6 separate regions of the Mus musculus genome follow, and regions 2, 3, 4, 5 and 6 are each linked to region 1. A link is a contact called in public ChIA-PET, HiChIP or PLAC-seq and promoter capture Hi-C data. All regions are on one chromosome and are shown on one strand. Each heading gives the region's core, a stretch centred on a gene start, on an enhancer-like site or on the middle of the called end of the contact. The rest is flanking DNA. Distances are from core to core; before and after follow the strand shown. Region 1 holds the start of Carm1 (coactivator-associated arginine methyltransferase 1). Region 2 holds the start of S1pr2 (sphingosine-1-phosphate receptor 2). Region 3 holds the start of Zfp653 (zinc finger protein 653). Region 4 holds the start of Acp5 (acid phosphatase 5, tartrate resistant). Region 5 holds the start of Mrpl4 (mitochondrial ribosomal protein L4). Region 6 holds the start of Icam5 (intercellular adhesion molecule 5, telencephalin).

Evidence for each region. Promoter capture Hi-C pulls out the DNA fragments that hold promoters and counts their contacts. ChIA-PET counts read pairs in DNA pulled down with a chosen protein or histone mark. HiChIP or PLAC-seq counts read pairs in DNA pulled down with a chosen protein or histone mark.
Region 2: a promoter capture Hi-C map of liver shows a contact between it and region 1, with 6 times the contacts expected there. The contact joins the promoter of S1pr2 here to the promoter of Carm1 in region 1. A contact is called at or near these places in 5 of 39 promoter capture datasets (cranial neural crest, hippocampal neurons, liver and 1 more) and 3 of 115 datasets of contacts at active chromatin or transcription factors (bone marrow-derived macrophages, embryonic stem cells and memory CD8 T cells).
Region 3: a contact with region 1 is called in an RNA polymerase II ChIA-PET map of memory CD8 T cells, with 59 read pairs. The contact joins the promoter of Zfp653 here to the promoter of Carm1 in region 1. A contact is called at or near these places in 4 of 39 promoter capture datasets (hippocampal neurons, liver and pre-B cells), 4 of 484 Hi-C or Micro-C datasets (CD8 T cells, embryonic stem cells and rod photoreceptor) and 4 of 115 datasets of contacts at active chromatin or transcription factors (astrocytes, epiblast stem cells, memory CD8 T cells and 1 more).
Region 4: a contact with region 1 is called in an RNA polymerase II ChIA-PET map of memory CD8 T cells, with 45 read pairs. The contact joins the promoter of Acp5 here to the promoter of Carm1 in region 1. A contact is called at or near these places in 3 of 115 datasets of contacts at active chromatin or transcription factors (T-cell acute lymphoblastic leukemia, embryonic stem cells and memory CD8 T cells).
Region 5: an RNA polymerase II ChIA-PET map of memory CD8 T cells shows a contact between it and region 1, with 16 read pairs. The contact joins the promoter of Mrpl4 here to the promoter of Carm1 in region 1. A contact is called at or near these places in 2 of 115 datasets of contacts at active chromatin or transcription factors (memory CD8 T cells and microglia) and 1 of 9 other capture datasets (liver).
Region 6: an H3K4me3 HiChIP or PLAC-seq map of embryonic stem cells shows a contact between it and region 1, with 8 times the contacts expected there. The contact joins the promoter of Icam5 here to the promoter of Carm1 in region 1. A contact is called at or near these places in 2 of 39 promoter capture datasets (liver and neural stem cells), 5 of 484 Hi-C or Micro-C datasets (B cells, CD4 T cells, CD8 T cells and 2 more), 7 of 115 datasets of contacts at active chromatin or transcription factors (embryonic stem cells, epiblast stem cells, large pre-B cells and 3 more) and 2 of 9 other capture datasets (liver and pancreatic islet).

Annotation. Positions count from the first base shown.
Region 1 is chr9:21,545,021-21,548,637 of GRCm38.p6, forward strand. Carm1 (coactivator-associated arginine methyltransferase 1) reads left to right here and starts at 1,874. Exons shown (of 16, transcript NM_021531.6): 1 at 1,874-2,210. The coding sequence starts at 1,988. AB124611 (cDNA sequence AB124611) reads left to right here. Exons shown (of 7, transcript NM_001198794.1): 7 at 1-311.
Region 2 is chr9:20,975,357-20,979,131 of GRCm38.p6, forward strand. S1pr2 (sphingosine-1-phosphate receptor 2) reads right to left here and starts at 1,437. Exons shown (of 2, transcript NM_010333.4): 1 at 1,242-1,437.
Region 3 is chr9:22,069,865-22,073,397 of GRCm38.p6, forward strand. Zfp653 (zinc finger protein 653) reads right to left here and starts at 1,512. Exons shown (of 9, transcript NM_177318.3): 1 at 1,185-1,512. The coding sequence starts at 1,477. Ecsit (ECSIT signalling integrator) reads right to left here. Exons shown (of 9, transcript NM_001253897.1): 8 at 3,118-3,223; 9 at 2,382-2,716. The coding sequence ends at 2,460. It overlaps Gm16845 (predicted gene, 16845), which reads left to right and starts at 1,138. Exons shown (of 3, transcript NR_040407.1): 1 at 1,138-1,300.
Region 4 is chr9:22,130,177-22,134,169 of GRCm38.p6, forward strand. It overlaps Acp5 (acid phosphatase 5, tartrate resistant), which reads right to left and starts at 1,689. Exons shown (of 5, transcript NM_001102404.1): 1 at 1,561-1,689.
Region 5 is chr9:21,000,891-21,004,806 of GRCm38.p6, forward strand. It overlaps Mrpl4 (mitochondrial ribosomal protein L4), which reads left to right and starts at 1,847. Exons shown (of 9, transcript NM_023167.2): 1 at 1,847-2,107; 2 at 2,194-2,260; 3 at 2,364-2,514. The coding sequence starts at 2,051.
Region 6 is chr9:21,030,689-21,034,598 of GRCm38.p6, forward strand. Icam5 (intercellular adhesion molecule 5, telencephalin) reads left to right here and starts at 1,350. Exons shown (of 11, transcript NM_008319.2): 1 at 1,350-1,523; 2 at 2,399-2,668; 3 at 2,807-3,127; 4 at 3,859-3,910. The coding sequence starts at 1,442. It overlaps Mir1900 (microRNA 1900), which reads right to left and starts at 1,640; the gene lies at 1,563-1,640.

The sequences.
Region 1 (3,617 bases), core at 624-3,123:
ACCTCTTCACAGATTCCCAGATCACCGGAGAAGTCACTATTGAATCCGGACACCCAGTCAGGCACAAGAGGTCTACATTCTCTAACTCCTTTCCAGTGCTTCCCCAACGGTCACTTACTTCCAGACTGCGTGTTTTATTTTTAGGAGAGATGTGTATATTTTTTGTTGCTGTTGTTGTTTCTAGATAGGGTCTCACTGTGTAGCCCTGGCTTTTCTGGAACTCACTGTGTAGAGCAAGCCAGCCTCAAACTCATAGATCCACCTGCCTCTGCCTCCAGATCGCTAGAATTAAAGTTACTGCCATAACACCTAACTTTGGGATGTTTTCTGTTTGTTTTGAGATAGGGTTTTTCAGTGTAGTCCTGGCTGTCCTAGAACTCACTCTGTAGACCAGGCTGGCCTGGAACTCAAGGACTGCCAGCCTCTGCCTCCTGAGCATCGGGATTAAAGGTGTGTGCCACCACTGCCCAGCAGAGTGCGTTTTTACTCTTCACTTTGTGGGTCCTGGCTGCCTGAGATTGTGTGCTTGCACCATTAGATGGGAGGGATGACTTGGGAAAGGGTTGAGTCTTTTGTGAGTCTTGCGGAGGCCCAGGAGGGGGTACGTAAATTAGAGTTCTAAGAGGCCCAGCAAAAGTGAACAAGTGACTGGCCACTGTGAGTTCACTGGGGGACCTGAGAGTTAACTAGTGAAAAGGAGAGGTCCTAGTGGAGAAGCTAAAGAATTAAAGTTACTGCCTTGAAGTTCTTTGTGAAGGCCAAGCTCTGGAGCGCGGCTTGAAAAGCCTTTATCCCAGAGCAGCATGGGAAGGGGCCCCAGCTGGGTGCGAGCCTGCAAACCAGAGCACACCTATCACAGGGCCTTTTCTTACCAGTGGGACGGGATCAAGGCGGAGCTTACCTGGGAACGTACAGGGCGGAACCTTAACTTGGGGGCGTGGCCGAATCACCTGGGTTTGGAAACGGTTCTTGTCTTTCCTCAAGCTCAGGAGAGGTTGTTTGCAGGACACTGGCCCGGAGGGGCCCGAACTCTCCGAGGGAGGGTTTCGTGGATCAGAACACCGTCCCTTGACAAAAAGATGCAGAGCACCGTCTGCATTCTGCTAGTAACCGTCCCTCCTGGGGGCGGAGCCAGCCCTCCTCCGGGTGTATAAAGTAGCTGAGCGCCTCCTTCTGACAAACGCCTCACCCCCAAGAGTACTGGGGGAGTACGCAGCACGCCAGCCTAGGGGCGGAGCTCAGCCCTGGAGGAGGCGTTTCTTCTTAGTTCTCCGACTCACGCCTCTCCACTTTTCTTGAGCTATGCTCACAGTGGCACAAAGCATGGTGGTTCGCTCGCTGCCGGCCTGTGGGTGGGTCTGGCCCCAGAGGCGTGTCCGAGCGGCCAAGCATTGCCTCCTGAAACGCCCTGTGGTACAAAGGGCTGTGGATCACCGTGGATCACCGGTCGCCGGCCCGGAGCGGGGGGTGGGGCCGCCTGATCATTCCGGGGGCGTGCCGGGAAGGCTAAGCACCGCCTCCCGACGCATGCCCTGCCCATCTCTCCAGAGCTGTGCGCGGTGGCACAAAGCGCCTCGGTTCGCACAACGCTGCCTCGGGGCGGGGCTTAGCATCCCTGGGGGCGTGTCATACTGCGGGGCACCGCCTCCCAACGTAGGCGCCTTCACCCGGCCTGCCCGGGAGGCTCAGCCACCTCACAAAGCAGCGACCGTTCCCGCGGGGTGGGGCCGGCCCCACCCCCGTCGTGCTTGCGCTCGCCCGGCTCCCTCAGGCGCCAGGAGGGGGCGCTGCGCCACCGAGCCGGCCCGTGGCGGCGGCGGCGGCGGCGAGGCGTCGCGTGGCCGGCAGGCGGCGCGCTGCCAGCCTCGGCCTCGGCCTCGGCCTGCGCGGCGGCGGCAGCGGCGGCGGCGGCGGCGGCGGCGGCCTGGGCCCGGGTGCGGCGGTGGCGGTGGCCGTGGTGGCAGCGGGGCCTGGAGCCGGACCTAAGATGGCAGCGGCGGCAGCGACGGCGGTGGGGCCGGGTGCGGGGAGCGCTGGGGTGGCGGGCCCGGGCGGCGCGGGGCCCTGCGCTACAGTGTCTGTGTTCCCGGGCGCCCGCCTCCTCACTATCGGCGACGCGAACGGCGAGATCCAGCGGCACGCGGAGCAGCAGGCGCTGCGCCTTGAGGTGCGCGCCGGACCAGACGCGGCGGGCATCGCCCTCTACAGCCGTGAGTGCTGGGGACACCCTGGGGACGGCGGCGCACGAGGCCGGCGGCGCGGGCGCCCGGGGAGGGGGCAGGCGGCGGAGGGTTGGGGGGGGGGGGGGACTCGGGCCGAGCTTGTACACGCGGCTCCTGCTGCCCGCGGGCGAGATAGCAGAGAGGGTGTGCGTGGGGACCTTGGAGCCCGAAGAGGGGCGCGGGAAATAAGAGTCGCGGGCCTGAGATTTGCAGCGGGTGGGGTAGGGGGGCGCGTGGCAGGAAGTGGGGCCCCGAGGATTCTGGGGGGATTGTAGAGGGGACTGGAGAGAGGGAGTGATTGGGAGGGCTCTTGAGCGGGTGTGGTTTGTGGATCTCATCTCAGGGGACATCCTCCTCACACACGGACATTTGAAAAGTGGTTTTCAGTGTGTAACACCGGGAAGACTGGGTGCCGCCCTTGTGGAGGACTTGGGATTCGGGATCCCCCACCCACACACCCACCAGGGTGGGTAAACTTTGGGACTTAGGACAGAGCCCTTCCTGATAGAGATTCCCAAGCCCATCCCCCATGGAAACGTGGAAGAGGGGAAGGCCGGCTGGCTGATGGCCGGCTTTAGAAGTCAAGAGGTAACAAGCCACCTCCCTCGCCACGCGCCTCCTGTCTTTTTTAAGAACGTGAGAAGCTGGTGACATTATCAGAAGCTGCTTCAAAAACTGACATTTCAGTGGGGAAAACAAGGGGGGGGATCACTAGTGTGTTTTCGAAGTGCACCCCCCCCCCCAGCTTTGTAGTTCCACCTTTCATTCTTCCTTGCTCTTGCTACTCTTTCTTCTGACGGATTCCTCAGATGGATTTGCTCTTGTGTTTCACTGGTCTTTGTCTCCCAGGATTTCGTTCACTGATGCTCTTAAGGGGCCACCAAGGAAGATGGGATCGATTTTAACCTGTGGGAATTTTTTTCTACTCCTTGGTAATGGGGTGTTGTTGGAAAGGGAAATGTGTGTAGCAGTCTGTTCAGACTGATTCTCCTCTCTTTGCCTTGACTTTGAAACACACAGGAGAAAGAAGTGTCTGGTTCCCAAGTGTGGGGCACCTTTGGGGGCTTGGGCAGAGCTGGGGTCTCCTTGATCACACGAGAGAAAGGGGAATTTCACAGACTAAAGAACGAAGCTCTTTAGGACTACAGACCCCTAAGCAAGCCAGTGGTGTTTGGCTAGCCAGGGTACCAGGGCTTACCTGGAAAGTGTTCTGGGGACCTGGGTGTGATGGACAAGCCTGTGGTCCCAATACTTTATAGGCTGAAGCAGGAGGATTCAAAGTTTGAGTACAGTGTGGGTGACATGGGCAAATCCTGTCTGAATCACCAAGACAAAGTTCAGGTAACTTGGGTTGTTTAAATGAACTTGATAAAAACACCGTTTTTATAGAGCTTA
Region 2 (3,775 bases), core at 187-2,686, 570 kb before region 1:
CCTCTCTTGCTTGGTGCAAGCGAGGCAGGCGCATGAATGAATGAAAGAGCCTGAAATTGGGGGGCTCGTTCGCATGCAAAGCATGGGGACATCTCCTGGCAGCACCCCTACCCTACCACTATAGGAAGCTGAAGCCGGGCGCGTCTCCTTGGCGACAGTAAGACCCGCCTGGCTCAGGCAGCACTCTCCAGCTCCTTATCAGGCCGAGGAATGCGTGGTATCCACACTCGCTTGCGCTGGGGCGGCGCCATCTCTCTCTCCTGAGACCCCGACACGCGCGCAGGATGTCCCTATCCTGCACAAAGCAACAGGGGGTGGCCACATTTCTGCACCCCACCAGAGGCCCCCCACATCCAGATTCCTGGGGCACTGGAGAGAGTAACTACAGCTACTTCATTCCCTCCCCCCCCCTCAGTGATGCTCCCATGTTGCCCCGCAGGGGACAGTAGGCTCTGCGGGTGTCGCCTCGGGCATCTAACAACAAGGATAGGGACGGGGGTGGGGAGGTGGAAATCCCCGGGTGAGTCAACCCATGCTCTAGAGGGGGGCGAGGTCCCAACGCCGTGTAGCCCGCGACAACGCGGACTCCACGCCACGCGTGCCTTCCTTCACTCCTACGCCCCATCCCTGAGCTAGGAAAAGGAGACACCTGGACTTTGCAGTTAATGTCCCTTTCCTTCGATACAAAGTGATTCTTCCGAAAGAGAGACTGAAAGAGAGGGGCAACTAACTGGAAACTGAGGCAAAAAACTAGTCTCACAGGCGGTGGGGCGACGGCCTTCGCCGGGGACCCCGCCCATGAACTCTGAAAGCTTTCCCCGCTCGCTCGTCCGTAGCACCTTTCATCCTAGCCGGAGACAGAGAAGAAGGGATGCTGCACCTCTCCCCAACAACCTCACTGCCCCAAACCCTGCTTCCTGAGAACCCCCATCCAGTCTTGCAAAGTCTCCAGCTCAAAGCGCTCGGATTCCGCCTTTCTCTTCAGCGCCAACTTCCTGCCCGAAGGAAGGCGGGGAGCTCAGTCTGGGGGTGCGCCACTGAGTAGGTGGCGAGCTGCCTGGAGTAGTGGGCAGGGGCGCATGGTAGATGATCTGTTCCCTCGGTGCAGCAGAGCCTGGAGCAGCGCGTGCAACGCCTGTACGAGCGCCTGACCCCGGACCGGGCCCCCCAGCTGGGATCTCAGGGTCTCCGTGAACCGCGGCCGCCCAGATCGGAACCTCCCCTCTGCCCCGCGCGCTCACCTGGCTAGGCCGGCCGGGGTCCCTGCCCTGGCCTGAGTGGCCTTGGCGTCTGCGCCCCGGGACAGCCAGTGGTTGGTTTTGGAGACTGTTGGCTGTGCTCGGTCTATGTCCCGGAGTTGGGGACCCAGGACAAGAGAGAGGCGGGCAGAGCCGCTGCCTCCGGCCCCAACTCCCTGCTCGCCCCGCCCTCCTCTCCTCCTCTTTCCGGCGGCGACTTGCAATGAATTCCAGATGTGGCCCGCCAGTTAGCCAGGGCGCGCACGGGGGAAGAGCAGGGCCCCTTTGTCCACACCCCCACACACACACTCCTGCCCTGCTCCTCCCAACCCCCACTCGTGAGAACTGCCGTGGCATGATGTCACGGCCGCGTGACGTCACAGCTCTCTTAACCCAGGTGACCTAGTACTGAAACAACTGTATTCCATTTGGCTTAGCGCCAGGCTAATGCTTGGGACCTGGAAATGGAGGAAATCACACTTACCTACTATGTGAGAACTCAGCAATTCAAGATTAAGCACCTACTATGTGTTTCTACAAGAAATAAATTCCTACACTGTATCATACCCAGCCCCCCAAACAGAAGACTTGGTAAGAACTCCCAGATCCAACTGGGCTTTGTGGCACATATGCCTGTCATTCCAGCATCTGCCACCTGGGAGGTGGGAAGATCAGGAGTTCAGGGTCCTCTTAGCAACCTTAAGCCACTGCCTGCTCAAGACCCTTTCTGAAAAACAACAGGCAGGGATGTGGAGGCAGGTGGTTGAGTGTTTGCCTAGCATGCATCCTCAACACTGCAAAAATATGGAATGGTGGCTTGGGCCTCTAATTCCAAACTTGTGAAGTAGAAGCAGGAGGTTTGTTTTAGAGTTCAAGGCCAATCTGGATCACATGATCCTGTTGGCTCCTTCCCTCCAAACAACTCAGGGTGAAAAAAAAATCCAAAATTAGAGTGAGTGACAGAAGGTCAGCTGTCCAGCTCCACTAGGCAGGGAGGGGAAAGGGCTTGTCTGGAAGCCTGACCTGAGGTCAGTCCCTGGAAGCAAAGTTGGCCTCTGACCTCCACAGGGCACACTGGCATTGCTGCACCTACATTCATTCACTGATACATGTACAATAATAATAAATGCATTTAAAAAAGAATAACAAAACCGGGCGTGGTGGTGCACGCCTTTAATCCCAGCACTCGGGAGGCAGAGGCAGGCGAATTTCTGAGTTCAAGGCCAGCCTGGTCTACAGAGTGAGTTCCAGGAGGCTGTGAGTTGTCAGTGGGTAAGGCCTTGCCTGGGACCCACAAGGTGGAAATTGAGAACCAATTCCTGCAAGTTGTCCTGTGACCTCCAAGGCCTGCTGCTGAGGCACATGCACACACCCACGTACATGTACACACCCACGTGCATGCACGCACATGGGTATAAAGTTAAAATTAATAAATTTTTAAAAGGCGCTAAAGAGGTGCCTCTAATGGTCAAGAGCACTTCCTGCTCTTGCAGAGAACAGAATGTCCCAGCACCCACAGACCTGACAACTTCTGAGTCCAGCCCCAGGGGATCTGACCCTTTCAGCCTCAAGGGCCCGTGTACACACATGCACATACCCACAATTACACATAATTAAAAACAAAAAAAAATAAACACACAAAAGTGTAAATTGCACACCCAAACATAAGCTCCCTAAGAGCGAACAGTGTTTCCCTTGCTGTGTTTAACATTGTGCCTTATGTCGGCATTGAGATGTTTATGGAGGCAGGCGGCTCAGTGTTAGTTACAGTACTTCCTCTCATGCACAGGGCCCTGTGTTCTGTCTCCAACACCCCAAAAATAAATAAGTAAGCGGGTCACTGTTTGCAAGCCTAGCATCCCTGCACTTCAGTGGGTGGAGGCAGGAGGATGGGGAGTCCAAAGCCCTCTTCTGTTCCATAGCAAGTTCTAGGTTTATGACTTGCTAGATAAATTAAGCCTTTCCGCAGGGTACCGGAAGTGGCAGAACAATGGATTAGAATCCCCTATTGAGGGGCTGAGGGTGTGGCTCAGGGGTAGAACACCTGCCTATGGTGCACAAAGGCCCGGATTCTGTCCCCAGCTTGGAAAATAAGACGAAATGAAATGAAATAAATAGGTACCACTCGTGCATGGGAGTGAAACAGAGTCCTTGCATTGGCCATCCAGCCACTCCATGCTTCAAACACTAAAGGCTGGAGGCAGTCAGTGCACAGCATGCTACTCCCTCTCCCCATGGATCTGAGAGCTGTGTAAATGTTTAAGTGGGGAGAGTCCACACTGGACAGGAAAAAGAAAGTACTCAGCTTCCTGGAAGAGGAACTGAGAGGCTGGCGCTCCCTCGCTTGGGAGGAAGGCAGCTCTGCCTGCATTGTGGAAATCCTTTGTGTGGCTGGCTCTGCTGACAAGTGCATGCATGTTATAGTCCAGGAACAAATTAAACTAAAGAGCTGAAGACGGCCTGGGATACAGGCAAAGCAATGGAAGACTCCCAAACGCTGGTGTAAAAAAGTCAAAAAGTCTCTGAAGCTAGACTTG
Region 3 (3,533 bases), core at 262-2,761, 520 kb after region 1:
CTTTCTATGCTCTCTATTTTCATTTTGTATTTTATTTGAGATAGAGTATCGTTATGCAGCCCTGGCTGGCTGGAACTGTCTGTGCAAACCAGACAGATAATATCCAATCCAGTGTTCACACCATGCAGCTACTGGCTGGGGAAGCTGGGGCAACAGCTGGAGTCCCAGGGTGAGCTTTCCCTCCATGGCTTAGCATCCAGCTTGTCTTCCCACTGTGGACACCTGCACTGTGAGACAGCAGGAGTAACCTCTATTGGAAATGCTCCACCTTCTAGCTGTTCTTAAGGGCATGGGGTTTTTACTCTTGGGCACTTCTGCTGTCCTTGTCTCTTCCTGGAGGACACTGAGAGAGACATGCTTGAGTCTCAAACAGGAGAGGCCATCTACACTTTCAGAGCCTGCTTCTCAGTGTGGCAAGCTGCACATGACAGTTTACCAATAGGTCTGACAACTACAGCGTGGTGAACCATTCATGGTCTTAGTCTGATCCCTAGAGGGCACGTGGTAGAAGAGGACTAGCTCTGCAAAGCTGTCTTCCCACCTCCTTATGTGGGCCTACATACACCACACACGCACACATACACAAGAATAAAAGTGCCCTCACACCAAGCCTGGCACATGCCTTTAGTCCCAGCACTCAGGATGCACACAAGTAACCCTGACAAGGTTGTTGAAACAGGTGGCTGGGTTAAGGCTGCTTTCTTGTTGAGGATCCGGGTTTGGTTCCCACAACCTACATGGTGGTTCACAATGGTGGTTTCTGGGGATCCGACACCCTTTTCTGACCTCTGCAGGTAGTTCATGCACGTGGTACACATATATCCACGAAGGCAAGGCACTCATACGCAGAAAATCAGAGTGCCCAGCACCTTTGGAGGTTTACACCTGAGAGCCAGCCCCAGGCCAGGCCAGTGGAGGCGGGTCGACTCTTCAGACGGGCCAGTCGGAGCTTCCGAAGGCGGGCAGAGGGGTGGGGCACAGGCTTGCATTGGGTAGTCAATGGGTCGGAGGCGGAGCCGCGAGGAGGCGCGTGAGGGGTCTGGGTTGCCTAAGCCCGAGACCGAGGGCCGCCAGGCGGCCCGGGGGTGGGGCTTCACGCTCCGGGGGCGGGGCCGCTGCCCTTTTCGTCCCTCCCCCGGCTTCTTCTCTCCCTCCCTCCCTCTCCCGGCCCCGCGCCCCCTTACCCGTGGCGACCGCTACGCTGGCCACGCTCCAGCGAAATGAGGTAGGCGGCAAGTTTGGCGTCGCTCCAGCCGCTGCGGCGTCTCAGGTCCACCCAGGGGCCGTGCGCCTCGCCCAGGTACACGCGCCGCACGTCGTACTTCTTCCGGGACTCGAGCCGCCTCCGGGCCCGGTCCGACTCGGTGAGCCGCGGCCGGCCCCGCGCCTTTCTGCCTGCCGCGCCTTCCTCTGCCGCCGCCTCCCCGCCTGCGCCCGCCTCCGCCTCCGCCCCGGGCTCTGGAGCCCGCTCCGCCATCCCCCCCTCCCTGGTTACCGGCCTCCCCCGTTGTTAGGAGCCTCGACCGGAAGTGGCGCGCCTAGTCTGCGCCGCCGGGAGATTTCTCACAGGGTCTTCTCTGCCCGCGGCGCCAAACGGGGACAACTAGCCATAGCTGCGCATGCGCGTAGTCCGTCCGGCCCAGGCCATGGAAGTGCGTTCTGTTGACAAGTCAGTTATTTGGGAGGTAGAGGCACTGGGTACTGAAACTCAGGTAATCCTTGCCTCTCTATTGAATTCTTCGGCAATGTGATTAAAGATTTTTTCAAAAGGGCTGGAGAAATGGCTCACTGGTTAAGGGCACTCACTGCTTTTCCAGAGGACCTGCGCTCAAATTCAGCACCTACATGGCAGCTAGAACTGTCTGTAATTCCAAGATCTACCATTCTCACATAAACATATATACATGCAGAACACCAATGCACATAAAATAAAGGTAAATACATTTAAAAGATGTTTTTAAAGGCCAACAAGTCGGCTCTGCAGGTAAGGTGATGGCTGGCATACTTGACAATCTGAGTTACATTTCCGAGATTCACAGGGTCATATATCGGAACAGACTCCAGCAAATGGTCTTCTGACCTCCACACATCCCTCCCATACCATAAATATATAAATGGATTTTTTTTTTTTTTTTTGGTTTTTCGAGACAAGGTTTCTCTGTGTAGCCCTGGCTGTCCTGGAACTCACTCTGTAGACCAGGCTGGCCTCGAACTCAGAAATCTGTCTGCCTGCCTCCCGAGTGCTGGGATTAAAGGCGTGTGCCACCACGCCCATCTATAAATGGAATTTTTGAAAAGACAAGTTTAAAAAAGGGTCCCAAGGTGGTAAACCCAAAAGAGCCCATGCAGAACATACGAAGGGAAGCCACAGGGCCAGGGAAGAGGTTTTGATTTTTTTATTTTCTCCATATTATTTCATACCAGCCCAGTCTTTTCTCCTCATGCCAGCTCTATCTGACTCAACTTTGCCCCTGCTGCTGCTCTGCCTGAATGGTCTCATCATCTTCCTCAGGCCCCTTGGGAGGACTGTGGGGAGGGGACTGTCCCTCCAGCCTTGAAGTTGTCAGGAGCTCCCCCGTGGACCTGGCCAGGCGGAATACCACTGGGATCTGTGCCAGGGTTGGGTTGGTCTCCTGCAAGCCTTGGATCCACTTGATCAATGTTGCCTGATCATGGGCACCAGCCATGCACATGGCGAAGACAGGGCCTTCTGTCACTGTTAGGAGAAGAGTTTGTGTCTCACCACTGTGACGTACTCTGAGCACCTCCATGAGTTCACAGCCAGCTCCCTGTGCCACATAAATGTTCTACATTTCCCTTGGCCATGCCACCCGCTGCTCAGATACTATCAAGAGACTAAGTTTGAGCCCTAACTTGGAGGCTACCATGTGCCTCCTCCCAACTCCCCACATATAACTTGACTGTTCCCTGCTGACCTGAGGCTTGCGCGTATTCTGGTCACATCACTAGTCAGTATAGAATGCTCCTTAAAAGATAGTACAAAGGGGAGAGGGAGTAGCCAAGGAGAGGTACCCTGGGGGGCATATGACCCCTCATCCTGTGGAGCGTGGACAAATGGCCACCACACAGATGTGCTGTGTTGAGACCTGCTTTTACCTTCATCCACGTCAAACTCATAGTCGTCCCAACCACTCCTTGAATATTCCAGGTCCAGCTTCTGTGGGTAGTACAGCTCCCATTCTTCTGGGATCTCCTCTACTTTCTACCTCAGGCAAGAGAGCAGGCAGGATTAGAGGCCAGAACACAAAACCTGTCCCTCAGCTGAGCCTTCAGGACAGTGCCAGCCCCACCCCCAACACAGAATCTGTAGTTCTGGCTAATCTGGAAGTTGCTGTGTAGACCAAGCTGGCCTTAAACTCAGAGAGCTCGGCCTGCCTTGCCTTTTTTTTTTTTTTTTTTTTTTTTGGGTAAACATTTATGCATACCCCTGTGTAATTCAGAGGACAACTTGTAGGAGTGAGATCTCTCCTTCTACATGGGCCCTGGGGGTCAAACTCAGGTGGTCTGGCTTG
Region 4 (3,993 bases), core at 439-2,938, 580 kb after region 1:
GAGACCCTGGTCCAAGCAAAGAAAGACTAGCCCGCTGAGCCTGGTCTCACGGTGCATGCCTATAAACTCAGGCACTACCATGGAGGTGGAGCAACTGGACCAGAAGTTCAAGGCCAGCCTCAGCTACATTGGGAAGTTTGAAAAATGGAAACAGAAAGTCTGAGATAAAGACATAAGACCGGTCTTAAGACACACACACACACACACACACACACACACACACACCCTAGCCATCTACAGCCGTCAGTTCCACAGACACACCAGTAGCAATTGGGCCTGCAAGGAGCTGAGGAGCTGGGAAGGTGGCCCCCACAGGCCTCTTCCACCTCGCTCCTCTGACACTTACCCTGGAGGAAGCACAGGTGGTCAGAGAGGCTGCAAGAGGCAGTTAAGCTCCTGGACCAAAAGCGGTGATCACCGAGTCTTTATTCTCTGGGGCAGAAGTGCATCATTGGGAAAGATGATGCATTTTCTCCGAGGATTGTCCAGAAGCCCTCCCCTTGGGTCATGTGAGCACTGGACTTCCCCAGAACTGGAAATGGGGCTGGGGCGGGGGCACCCAGGCCAGACTGAGCCGTGAAAAGTTTCTCGAAGCCAGCACAGTCAGCCAGGGTCTGATGGTAATGTGTACTGGGCATCTGTAGGTCCCGAGTTTGACTGTTCACTGCACTGAGGCTGTTCTAGGCTGAACGTCTGTGTTTTCACACCCTTGGCTGTCTGTAACTCGCTGTCACTTTTTCTGGGTGGGTGTCTCGACTCTAGCATGGGAACCTCAGTGGCTTGCCTGTGACATACACTCCAATTATTTTTTTTTTTTTGTTTTTGTTTTGAGACAGTGTCTCAAGAAGCCCAGGCTATCCCTAACTTCCTCCCTGGGTAGCCAAAGATGAGCCACTTCCAAGTGTTGGAATTACAGGCCTAAATAATTCCTCTGTGGCGCCCATGTAACAGCCCCCTGTCTCCTCTGTGTTTTGTAAGTCCTAGTGCAAATTGTGTATCTGGAGTCATCTAAGTGTGGGACTGTCTCCGAGTTCCCCCTCGCCATCATAAACAGCAGCAATAACTGCCTTTTCCAGGAAGTTCTGTCCACACTCTTCCATGGCCTTTCCCACACCCGGTTTCCAGCCTAAGGAACTTCCAGAAGGCACACACCACGTGGCTGGCTGTAGCCTTTTGACCTTGGCACCTACAGCAGTCAGCTGCAGGCTGTTTCGACCGCAGAGCCCAGCGCTGTGGTGGGTGTGGCCAGCTTCCCACCTCCTCCCCTCCCTCCTTAACTTCACAAGCCGCCCAATCTTTCCAGACTCCTTCCTTGAACACTCACCACCAACCCCTCCGGTCCCTGCAAGCTCGGATTCTGGAATCTCTCGTTCCGTGCTTTGCATAAAGGCTCAGAGAGGGTCAGCGACTCACCCCAGGTCACCCAGCGAAGAGTTTGCCTTGCATTCCCCACTCGCACCTCTCAGTAGAGGCGAACAGGAAGGAAGTGGGGTGGCCCCAACAGACAGAGACCCCCTCCCCCGTGGGAGGCAGAGCAAGGGCCTGGCGGGCGAGTCTCACCTTGGCGGTGGGTCCAGGACAAGCTGTGCTACCCAACTGAGCTGCGGATTCGCGGCGGGTCGCTCCGGGCTGCACGAGTTGGGAAGAGGCGGCGCGGGCCAGCCTTCGCCCACGGCTCCCTGCCTGCCCTACAGAGTCCAGAGTTGCAGAGGGCGGGTGCCTCGGTTTCCCCGCCCCAATCCTGCCTCAGCCATTACCTGGCGCCTCGCCTCCAAGGTTCAGAGTCCCAGGAGTTAAGGGAGACCCGGGACCTGATTTCAATACCACCTGCCTTCGACTTTTGGGGTGCTCACAGCCTCTGGTGGCCGCGCAGGGGAGGTCCAGCCCCGGACTGAGCCAGGCTCGGTCTCCCGGTCTTTAAAATGGGTGAGAAGATACCAGGCTGGTGGCAGGTCAGCGGTGGAGGGCTTGCTTGGCCCCAGAGCGGCTCGGGTTCCATCCCAGCAGTGGGTTTGGGGCGCGCGGGGGGGCGGAGGAGGGGATTTGACTGAGCTATCTGTGCCAGATAACAGCCACCTGTAAAACAGGCCTTCAAGATTGATCGGGAGAGAAGGAATTTAGGCAGAGAGGGACCCAGAGGGGCGGAGCAAAGCCATCCTCTTCCGCACACTGCAGGTCTTTCCTGTTATTTCAAACAAGAAATTTTGCCGGTTTGCAGGGAGGCTGGGGTGTGACTCAGTTGGTAGAGTGCGTGCCAACACGTACGAAGCCCTAGGTCACAGACGCAGGCCGGTATACACCAGGTGCGCAGTGTAACCCTGGGCCGTGGAGGTCAGAGGGTCAAGAGTTCATGATAAATCTCAGCTCCATAGCAAGTTCAAGACCTGAGACTGTCTCATTCATAAATAAATAGGTTGTCCTTAGAATTCCACAAAATAAAGCTGGGCCAGAATGGGACTCACTTCTTTAATCCCATCACTCGAGAGGCGGAAGCAGATCTCTGAGTTAAAAGGCGGCCTGATCTATATAGCAAGTTCCAGGATATCCACAGCTACACAGAGAAACCCTGTCTCTAAAACCAAAACAAAACCTAAACAGAACAACAAAGGAATCCCAAAGAATAAAGTCTGGCGATGGGCCTTCGAGATGGCTCAGAGCGGCACTTTCTGGCAAGACTTGAGAGCCTGAGTTCCATCAGGTTTCCGGAAGGAGAGCACCGGCTCCCAAAAGTTGTCCTCTGACCTCCACATCCGGGTTGTTGCCCTACCAATAATAAGTAAGTAAATAAATGTAATAAAGATTTAAAGAGTCCTGGTGTGGTAGATCATGTCTGTTAATGGCAGGAGGATTGGAGTGAGTTTGAGACAACTGGGCTAAATAGGGAGGACTGGGTCAGCCTGGGCTAAAGTGTGAGATCCTGTCTAAAAAATACACTTCCCCAAAAAATGAATTCCTGAGAAAAAGAACATAATCCCAGGGGTTGCTATCTTTCACATGCCCAGTGCACTCATAACTGTACACTGCTCCAGTGGTTATCTCTCACATAGCCCAGTGCACTCATAACTGTACACTGCTCTTGCAGAGGACCAGGTTTGGTTCCCAGGACACATGCGGGGAGGCTCACAACTGCCTGTAACTTCAGCTCCAGGTCAACTGATGCCTCTGCAGGCCTCCGAAGGCACCTGCACTTGTGTGCATATAGACTCACACAGGCACCTGCACAAGTGAAAAGAATAAATAAATCTACACACTCCTAGAGACCTGCCGGTAGTTAACAGGTACCGAAGGATGGAGAGGCAGTTTCTTCAGTGGTGAGATTCCCATGCTCCTGTAAGCAAGCCTTAGGAAACTCACGCGCACACACACACACACAGTGCGCACATGCGTGCATGCACGCGCACACACACACACACACACACACACGCACACAGTGCGCACATGCGTGCATGCATGCACGCACACACACACACACACACACAGTGCGCACATGCGTGCATGCATGCACACACACACACACACACACACACATGTTCACAATCACTACACAATCACACAACGCCATGGAAGCAGAGAGGATTGGGAAGACCTTTGCAGGGGAGCCTGAGATTGTCCCTGGAGCCCATGTCAAAGCGGAGGGAGAGAAACATCTGCACAAAGTTCTCTTCTGATCGCTACAGTTTTGGTTTGTTTGTTTGTTTTGCTTTGTTTTTAAAGATTTATTTATTTATTTAATGTAAGTACACTGTAACTGTCTTCAGACACTTGTTAAGGATGGTTGTGAGCCACCATGTGGTTGCTGAGATTCGAACTCAGGACCTTCGGAAGAGCAGTCAATGCTCTTAACCACTGAGCCATCTCTCCAGCCCCCTGTTTTGTTTTTTTAAGACAGTGTCTCGCTGTGTAGCTCTAGCTGTTCTGGAATTGGATAGGTAGATCAGGCTGCCCTTGAACTCACAGAGCTATGTCTGCCTCTGCGTCTAGAGTGCTGGGAGT
Region 5 (3,916 bases), core at 597-3,096, 540 kb before region 1:
ATTTTCCCATTATCCAGGTGATGAAAAGGAGGTTGGCTCAGAGACCAGAGTCCAAGCTCTGTCCAGCCCTCATAGTGGATGGCAGTGAGCCAGGTGTAAGCTCTCAGCACCCCCTGAAGGTCAAGTGTGGAACAGAGACAAACCATAAACTCTTTCAATTATCTTTGGAGAGGTTCTTAGTGAGGTGATCTGGATCTGTTCATGAGGTAATTTTTTTTTCCCCTCTGCCCTGGGAGAGTCCTAGAAGGACAGGGGGCAGGATCCTGGATTAGATGTGAGTGGAGGGACACAGGGCTGATAGGAGGGATTTCAGAGGGATATAGCCAGCCCTGGAGAATCTAAGAAATACTGAAAGCTTTCTGGCAGGACTTTCATTTAAAGAATCAAACACATCTGGAAAGAGGAGGCTGGAGGATTTCAAGATTACATACTGGAGTTCTCTCTCAACAAATAAATAAACCCCATAGGGGCTGGAGAGATGGCTCAGCTGCTAGGGCACCTAAACTGCACAAACATCTTGATCTTTAGCACTAAATAAACCAGCATGGTGGCACATACATATAATCTCAGGACTCTTGAGGTGGGGGGCAGAAGAATCAGAAATTCAGCCGGGCATGGTGGCGCATGCCTTTAATCCCAGCACTCGGGAGGCAGAGGCAGGCGGATTTCTGAGTTCGAAGCCAGCCTGGTCTACAGAGTGAGTTCCAGGACAGCCAGGGCTACACAGAGAAACCCTGTCTCAAAAAAAAAAAAAAAAAAAAAGAATCAGAAATTCAAGGTTACTCTTGACTACACAGAGTTCAAGGCCAGCCAAATCAGACCCCTTCACACACCAAAGAGAGGGGGAGGGAAGATCAGATAAAATTAGATTCACCTGGTCATGTAAGCATAGCGGTGCAGACAACCAGCAATCCAGACCTCCGGAAGCCAGACAGGGAGACTCTGAACTCAAGGTCATCCTTGGCTACACAGAGAAGCCTTGTTTACAAAAGAATAGGATGGCGTTTGAGATGGCTCAGCTGGTTAGGTGGCTTGCCACCAAACTGGATGGCCTGAGTTCTATCCACAGAGTGAAAGGAAATCGCAACTCCCTTGAGTTGTCTTCTTACTTCCACACTCAAACACAAAAATAAATTAAGAAAACTAAAATAGGAGCTGGAGAGATAGCTCTGTGGTTAAGAGCACTGTCTGCTCTTCCCGAGTTCGATTCCCAGCAACCACATGGTGGCTCATAGCCACCTATAATGGGATCTGATGCTCTCTTCAGGCATGCAAACAGAGCACTTATATGTATAAAATAAATAAAATATTTCTTAAAAGTAAAAAATTAAAATACATATATATTGAAAAAGCGAAAAATAGCCACATGACATGGACATGGCACACACCTTTAAAATTTTTTTCTTAATTTCCAGACAGGGTCTCACTCTGAAGTCACTATGTACTATATAGACCAGGCTGGCCTCGAATTGCAGTGTTGCTTCTGAGTGCTAGAATTAAAATCATGCAACACCACGGCCCAGCCCAGCACACATCTTTAGTCTCAGTACTCAGGAATCAGAATCATGTGGATCTCTCTGAGTTCGAGGTCGCCCTGCGCTGCATAGGGTGAGTCAGGAGTGAGACCCTTACTCTAAAAGACAAAAGTCAATTCATATCAATAATGGTAAAGGGAGAGAAAGACACAGGAAAAAAATGTAGGCAAAATACGCAGTGTAGCAGGAGGCTCATCCACGTTCAATAAAAAAGATAAACGCTTATTAGCCAGGTACCGCCCAGGTATGGGCGGACCCTCCATCAATACTTGAGGTTCATTGGTTAAAAGAGAACCGCGTCTCTGGGGTTTGCTTCCCGGCACCCGGCTCTGGCTCTCCGGTGTCGGGGCTTCCGGCTGTCAAGTGGAGCTGATCCACAGCCTCAGGCTTCGGGACCTGGCGCTGATGGCGGCGGAATCGCCTTCGTGACGTACCCGGCGCACATACGACGTCATCAGCCACCGCCGCGAGCGTCCGTACCGCAGCGACCTCGGCGCTGCGAGAGGTCCTCCGAGATGCTGCGGTTGTTCCAGGCCGCTTCCCGGGCCTCGCTTCGACTCTCTGGCTCCCGGGTAGGGCACTGAGCTGAGGTCAAGGCCGGAGGTCAAAGGTTGAGAACCTCCGAGAGCACCTCTAACTCCCGCCTGTCATTTTCCAGGTCATCCACTCTCTAGCGGAAGGCGCGGAGCGGCCGGCCGAGATTTCAGAGCCGCGAGATAGCGCTGGTGAGACGACCGGGACCTTGACACACAGAGTGGGGGGAGATAGCACAGAAGGTACTGAGCTTTGATCCTGACCCTTGACCGCTCATTTGTCACCCCCCGCCAGGTCTCCTAGATCCTGTTTTGCGCAAGTGTGAGCTCCGGATCCCAGTGCACCGGCGTCCGGTGCAAGCCTGGGTCGAGTCTCTCCGAGGCTTTGAGCAGGAGCGCATCGGCCTGGCGGAGCTGCACCCCGACGTGTTTGCAACGGCGCCTCGGTGAGTGCAGGGTGCAATGGGAGGAACTTGCCGTGGTTTCTCCACTTGACAAAAGGGGTGATCAGTTTCGCTGCTACAGGGCTGGAAGGCGAATGACTCAACCCTGCTGTCACCCTGACCTATTACATCCTGCCTTGCTCTCTTGTGCTTGGGTCTCCGTTTTGTCAGACCTCAAGAAGTTAGGTGACAGCCGGGTGGTGGTGGCTCATGCCTTTAATCCCAGCACTTGGGAGATAGAGGCAGGCAGATTTCTGAGTTCGAGGCCAGCCTGGTCTACAAAGTGAGTTCCAGGACAGCCAGGGCTACACAGAGAAACCCTGTCTCAAAAAACAAAAACAAAAACAACAACAACAACAACAACAAAAGAAGTTGTGTGACGACTAGGTAGATTAATCCACAACAGAGAAAATTCTCTAGAAGTGTTTTTTATTAGGGCTGGAGGTGTGCACTGTTAGAGGGCTTGCCTGCATGCACCTTGTCCTGGGTTCCCTTCTATAGCATACACATGTCCTGGTAACCCACACCTCTAACCCCACCAGCACTGTAGAGGTGGAAATAAGAGAATCAAGAAATTAATGGTCAAGGTTGCATAGTGAGTTCCAGACCAGTCTGGGCTACATGACACCATAAGTAAAAATAAAAATACTGGGCTGGTGAGATGGCTCAGTGGGTAAGAGCACCCGACTGCTCTTCCGAAGGTCCGAAGTTCAAATCCCAGCAACCACATGGTGGCTCACAACCACCCGTAATGAGATCTGATGCCCTCTTCTGGAGTGTCTGAAGACAGCTACAGTGTACTTACATATAATAAATAAATAAATCTTTAAAAAAAATAAAATAAAATAAAAATAAAAATACTAAGTACTGGAGAGATGGCTCACTAACTGCTTTCCAGAGGTCCTGAGTTCAATTCCCAGCAACCACATGGTGGTGGCTCACAACTATCTGTAATGGAATCTGATGCCCTGTTCTGGTGTGTCTGAAGACAGCTACAGTGTGCTCATATGCATAAGATGAATAAATAATCATTTAAAAAAGTAAGTAAATTCTATTAACATGATTTAAAAAAAATGACATCTAAGAAGGCCAGATTTTTCAGCATTTGTCTGTAATAGCAGCATAGGAGAGGCTGAGACAGGATGTAAGCATCTGTGTGGCTACTTAGAACCAGTTGTAACTACAGTTCTGTAGGAACCGATGCCCTGTCCTGGCTTTGTGGGTGCCAGGCAAAGATACATACTTATATATACAGGTGGGACACACATGCTCATAACCAGGAAACTCATTTTGTTTGTTTGTTTTGTTTTGTTTTGTTTTTCAAGACAGGGTTTCACTATGTAGCCCTGGCTGTCTTGGAGCTCATGTAGACCAAGATGGTCTTGAGCACACAGGGATCCTCCTG
Region 6 (3,910 bases), core at 100-2,599, 510 kb before region 1:
TAGAGGTAGTACTGGAGGAAACAACACCTTGAAATTTCTCCTTCAAGGCCAGCATGGGGTCCTAGAACCCGAGTTCCTCTGCGTAGAGTTTTGTTAGCTTTATTTGTGCGGGGCAGAAAGACTAAACTGACCTCCCCTCCAGGGCTGACTCTTGGTATGGCTTTTTCTGATTGGCTCCGCTGATACAGGCCGGAGCTCTGATTGGAGGCTAAGTTTCCCTTCTCCTCCCTCCTTTTCCACTACGGAGCCTGTGCGTTACTAGAGAAGGCCAGCGGGTGGAGCTAGACCTGATTCCCCAAGGTTATCATTAATTGGGGGGGGGGGGGGAGGTAGAAACACTCGAGTAGGCGGGGCCTTCTTCAAGTAGTAGAGGAAGCGGCTAACTAGATAGGAAATCTAGCATAGCAACAAGTTAAGAGATGATTGTTCAGGCCACGTGAGCTGTCACAGACTTGCTTCCTGGCGTTGTGCTTGTTGTCTCCGAGTCTGGTATGTATGTAGAGAGGGATGTCAAAGCTGGGGTCAAAGTGTCCCCAGTTGATCTTTTGGTCCAGCGTGAATTGCAGAATCTCGCACTAGTTACCCAGTAGAGGCGGCCACACTCCTGGCGAGGAGGGCGCAGAAGCTCTGCTGAGAGACTAGACACACAACAGCGTTGTAGACACATTCCCGCTGCACTCTGGGTAAATAAAGATCGGGTGCCGGAGTCGACTCTAATTTAGAAGCCTGCGAACGCTGCGCACACGCACACGTGTCCGAGTCTTGCTGGCACTTGATCCCCCTCTTCCTTCGCCGCGTGCGCGGAGGAGGTCTTAGGGGCGTGGCTCCCATACTTAGCCTGCTGGAGGTCAAAACGAAACCTCAGTTAAGGAAGGCATCCTCACATTCTCCTCTTAGAACCACATTTCCTGCATACTATTGACTCCCCAAGCTAATACAAGCAACCTCTCCATCCACCCTTGCTCAAACAGGCGCTGGTGGGAGGGACCGAGGATGGGCGTGGCTTGGAGACCCAGCGCGTTGTCTCAGACTCTATACCTATGGTGGTGGGTGTTTGGGCAGGGCCTCTCAGCATCCCTTCCCTCCTTCGCCAGGGATGACGCGGGAGAGCGTGGTCGCCCCCAGAAGGCTTTAGATCATTAGGCCGACCTCCATGTAGATCTTTCCCCCACGGGGGACCGCTCTTGCCTGGCTAGCTCGCCTGCATTAAGGCCTGGAGAAGCCCAGTGCGCGCTCGCCTCCTGTCAGCTCGCCCCCCATCACCGCCTCTGTCACCGCCCCCTCCTTAGAAACCAAGTTACCAACGTTTAAACCAATCCCTGGGCGCAATTCTGCCACCCCCACACTCCACCCGCTGCGCTGCGCGGTCCTCCCAGCCCCGCTCTCCATCACTCGCGCTCCCCTCGCCTTCTGTGCTCTCCCCTCCCCGGCAGCGGCGGCAATGCCGGGGCCTTCGCCAGGGCTGCGCCGAGCGCTCCTCGGCCTCTGGGCTGCCCTGGGCCTGGGGATCCTAGGCATCTCAGGTAAGAAGAGCCCGCCGGCGGAGCCAGGTGGATAAGGCGGGGGCGGAATTGAAGGACCAGAGAGGGCGGCCCGGGTGTCCCCTCCAGGCTCCGCCCTCTTCTAGCTTCCCACGCTTCTGCCACCACCTGGAGCTCCGGGCTTCTCCCTGTCCTTCCTCCACCCCAACACACCTCGATCTTTCAGATCGGAACCCAGCACCTTTTCTGAATTCGGGGTTTTGCACCCAACCTGGCTCAGGAGACACTGTGGCTCTCCTGTTCTCTCCTGCTCTGTCGTGTCCTATGGTTCACAGACTAGCATCATCCCTATTTATGATCCTCAAAGACCCTATCTCCTCAACTGTCATAACTCAGAGGCCCTGTTTCCCCTCCACCTGGAGCCCTGGCAACCGGCTTTCTAGGGCTTTCCTCACGGTTCCTTCCCGGAATCTAACCTTGTGGCTTTCTGTCCAAGTTACTCAAGTTTGGGGACAATCTCCTTTAAGCCTTTGACTCAGTCTCTCATTTCTACTTTGCTTTCGCCCCCAGCCTCGGTGTCTCTCCCCCCCATTTCCTGACGACCTGTCAGGGTCTTAAGAGTGACTTGGTTCCCCATCCCCCCAAATTGGAATCTCCTCCTCCTCACTATTGATGTGTTCATCTGAGACCCCATCCCTGCACCGAGCTTCCCCATCTCTGCCATAGGCAGCAAGGCTTCCAGAGACGCCCCTCTAAGAGTGCGTCAGTCCCGAATCTTGAGTGGGATGCGGGACTCCCGTGCTATTTCTTGGCGGTGGTCTTTCCTCGTCCTTACAGACACCCCTGGTTTGGGAGATGGGGGCCACTAAGATTTCAGAGATGGGGTCCCTAGGCTGAGCCCGCGTTTTCCTGGGCAGCGGTCGCGCTAGAACCTTTCTGGGCGGACCTTCAGCCCCGCGTGGCGCTCGTGGAGCGCGGGGGCTCGCTGTGGCTCAACTGCAGCACTAACTGTCCGCGGCCGGAGCGCGGTGGCCTGGAGACCTCGCTACGCCGAAACGGGACCCAGAGGGGTCTGCGCTGGCTGGCTCGGCAGCTGGTGGACATCCGAGAGCCTGAGACCCAGCCGGTCTGCTTCTTCCGCTGCGCGCGCCGCACACTCCAAGCGCGTGGACTCATCCGAACTTTCCGTGAGTACAGTGTGGACACGCCCCTTGGGTCCCTGGACCTCCCCCTAAAGCTCCGCCCACCCGTTCTCTGGTCCTCCTTCCTAGGCTTGTCCTGAGAGCACTACAGCTCGCTAAAGCCCAGGTTTTGGTCCCTTGCAGAGCGACCGGATCGGGTAGAGCTGGTGCCGCTCCCTTCTTGGCAGCCAGTGGGCGAGAACTTCACCTTGAGCTGCAGGGTCCCGGGAGCAGGACCCCGAGCGAGCCTCACATTGACCCTGCTGCGGGGCGGCCAGGAGCTGATTCGCCGCAGTTTCGTAGGCGAGCCACCCCGAGCGCGGGGTGCGATGCTCACCGCCAGGGTCCTGGCACGCAGGGAGGACCACAGGGTCAATTTCTCATGCCTCGCCGAGCTTGACCTGCGGCCACACGGCTTGGGACTGTTTGCAAATAGCTCGGCCCCCAGACAGCTCCGTACCTTTGGTGAGTATGGACCCTAACTGACAGGTTTTAAGTTTAGGGCAGCGGGGCGTAGTGTAGTGGTGTAGGCCCTAAGTCTCAGCCCAAGCAGAACTAAGGCGGAACTCTTGTTCATTTAAAGTCCAGTCTGGTCTACATAGCCAGGGCTGCATAGTTAGATCCCCAAAGGCTTAGCAGCTTCAACACAAGTACTAACTTAAGTGCTTTCTTTTTTTTTTTTTTTTTTTTTAAAGATTTATTTATTTATTTATTTATTATATGTAAGTACACTGTAGCTGTCTTCAGACACACCAGAAGAGGGCGTCAGATCTCATTACAGATGGTTGTGAGCCACCATGTGGTTGCTGGGATTTGAACTTCGGACCTTCGGAAGAGCAGTCGGGTGCTCTTACCCACTGAGCCATCTCTCCAGCCCAAGTGCTTTCTTCTGTGGTCTTTTTCTTTATGCATTTATTTATTGAGAGAAAAAGAGAGTGTGTGTATATGCGTTTATGCACATGCCACAGTGCATGTGTGGAAGTTAAAGGATAAGTAGGAGTTTAGTTCTCTCTTTCCATCATGTAGGTCCTGGGGATCGAGTCAAGTCAGGCTTAACAACAAGCACCTAAACTTGTGGTGCCATCTCGCCCGCCCTTCTGTATTTTTAGGATGAAACCAAACAATGCATGCAAATTGGCTTGTCAACACTGAATGCTTAGTTCATAAACTCAAATCCTGTTCTTTGTCCGCCCCAGCCATGCCTCCACATTCCCCGAGTCTTATTGCTCCCCGAGTCTTAGAAGTGGA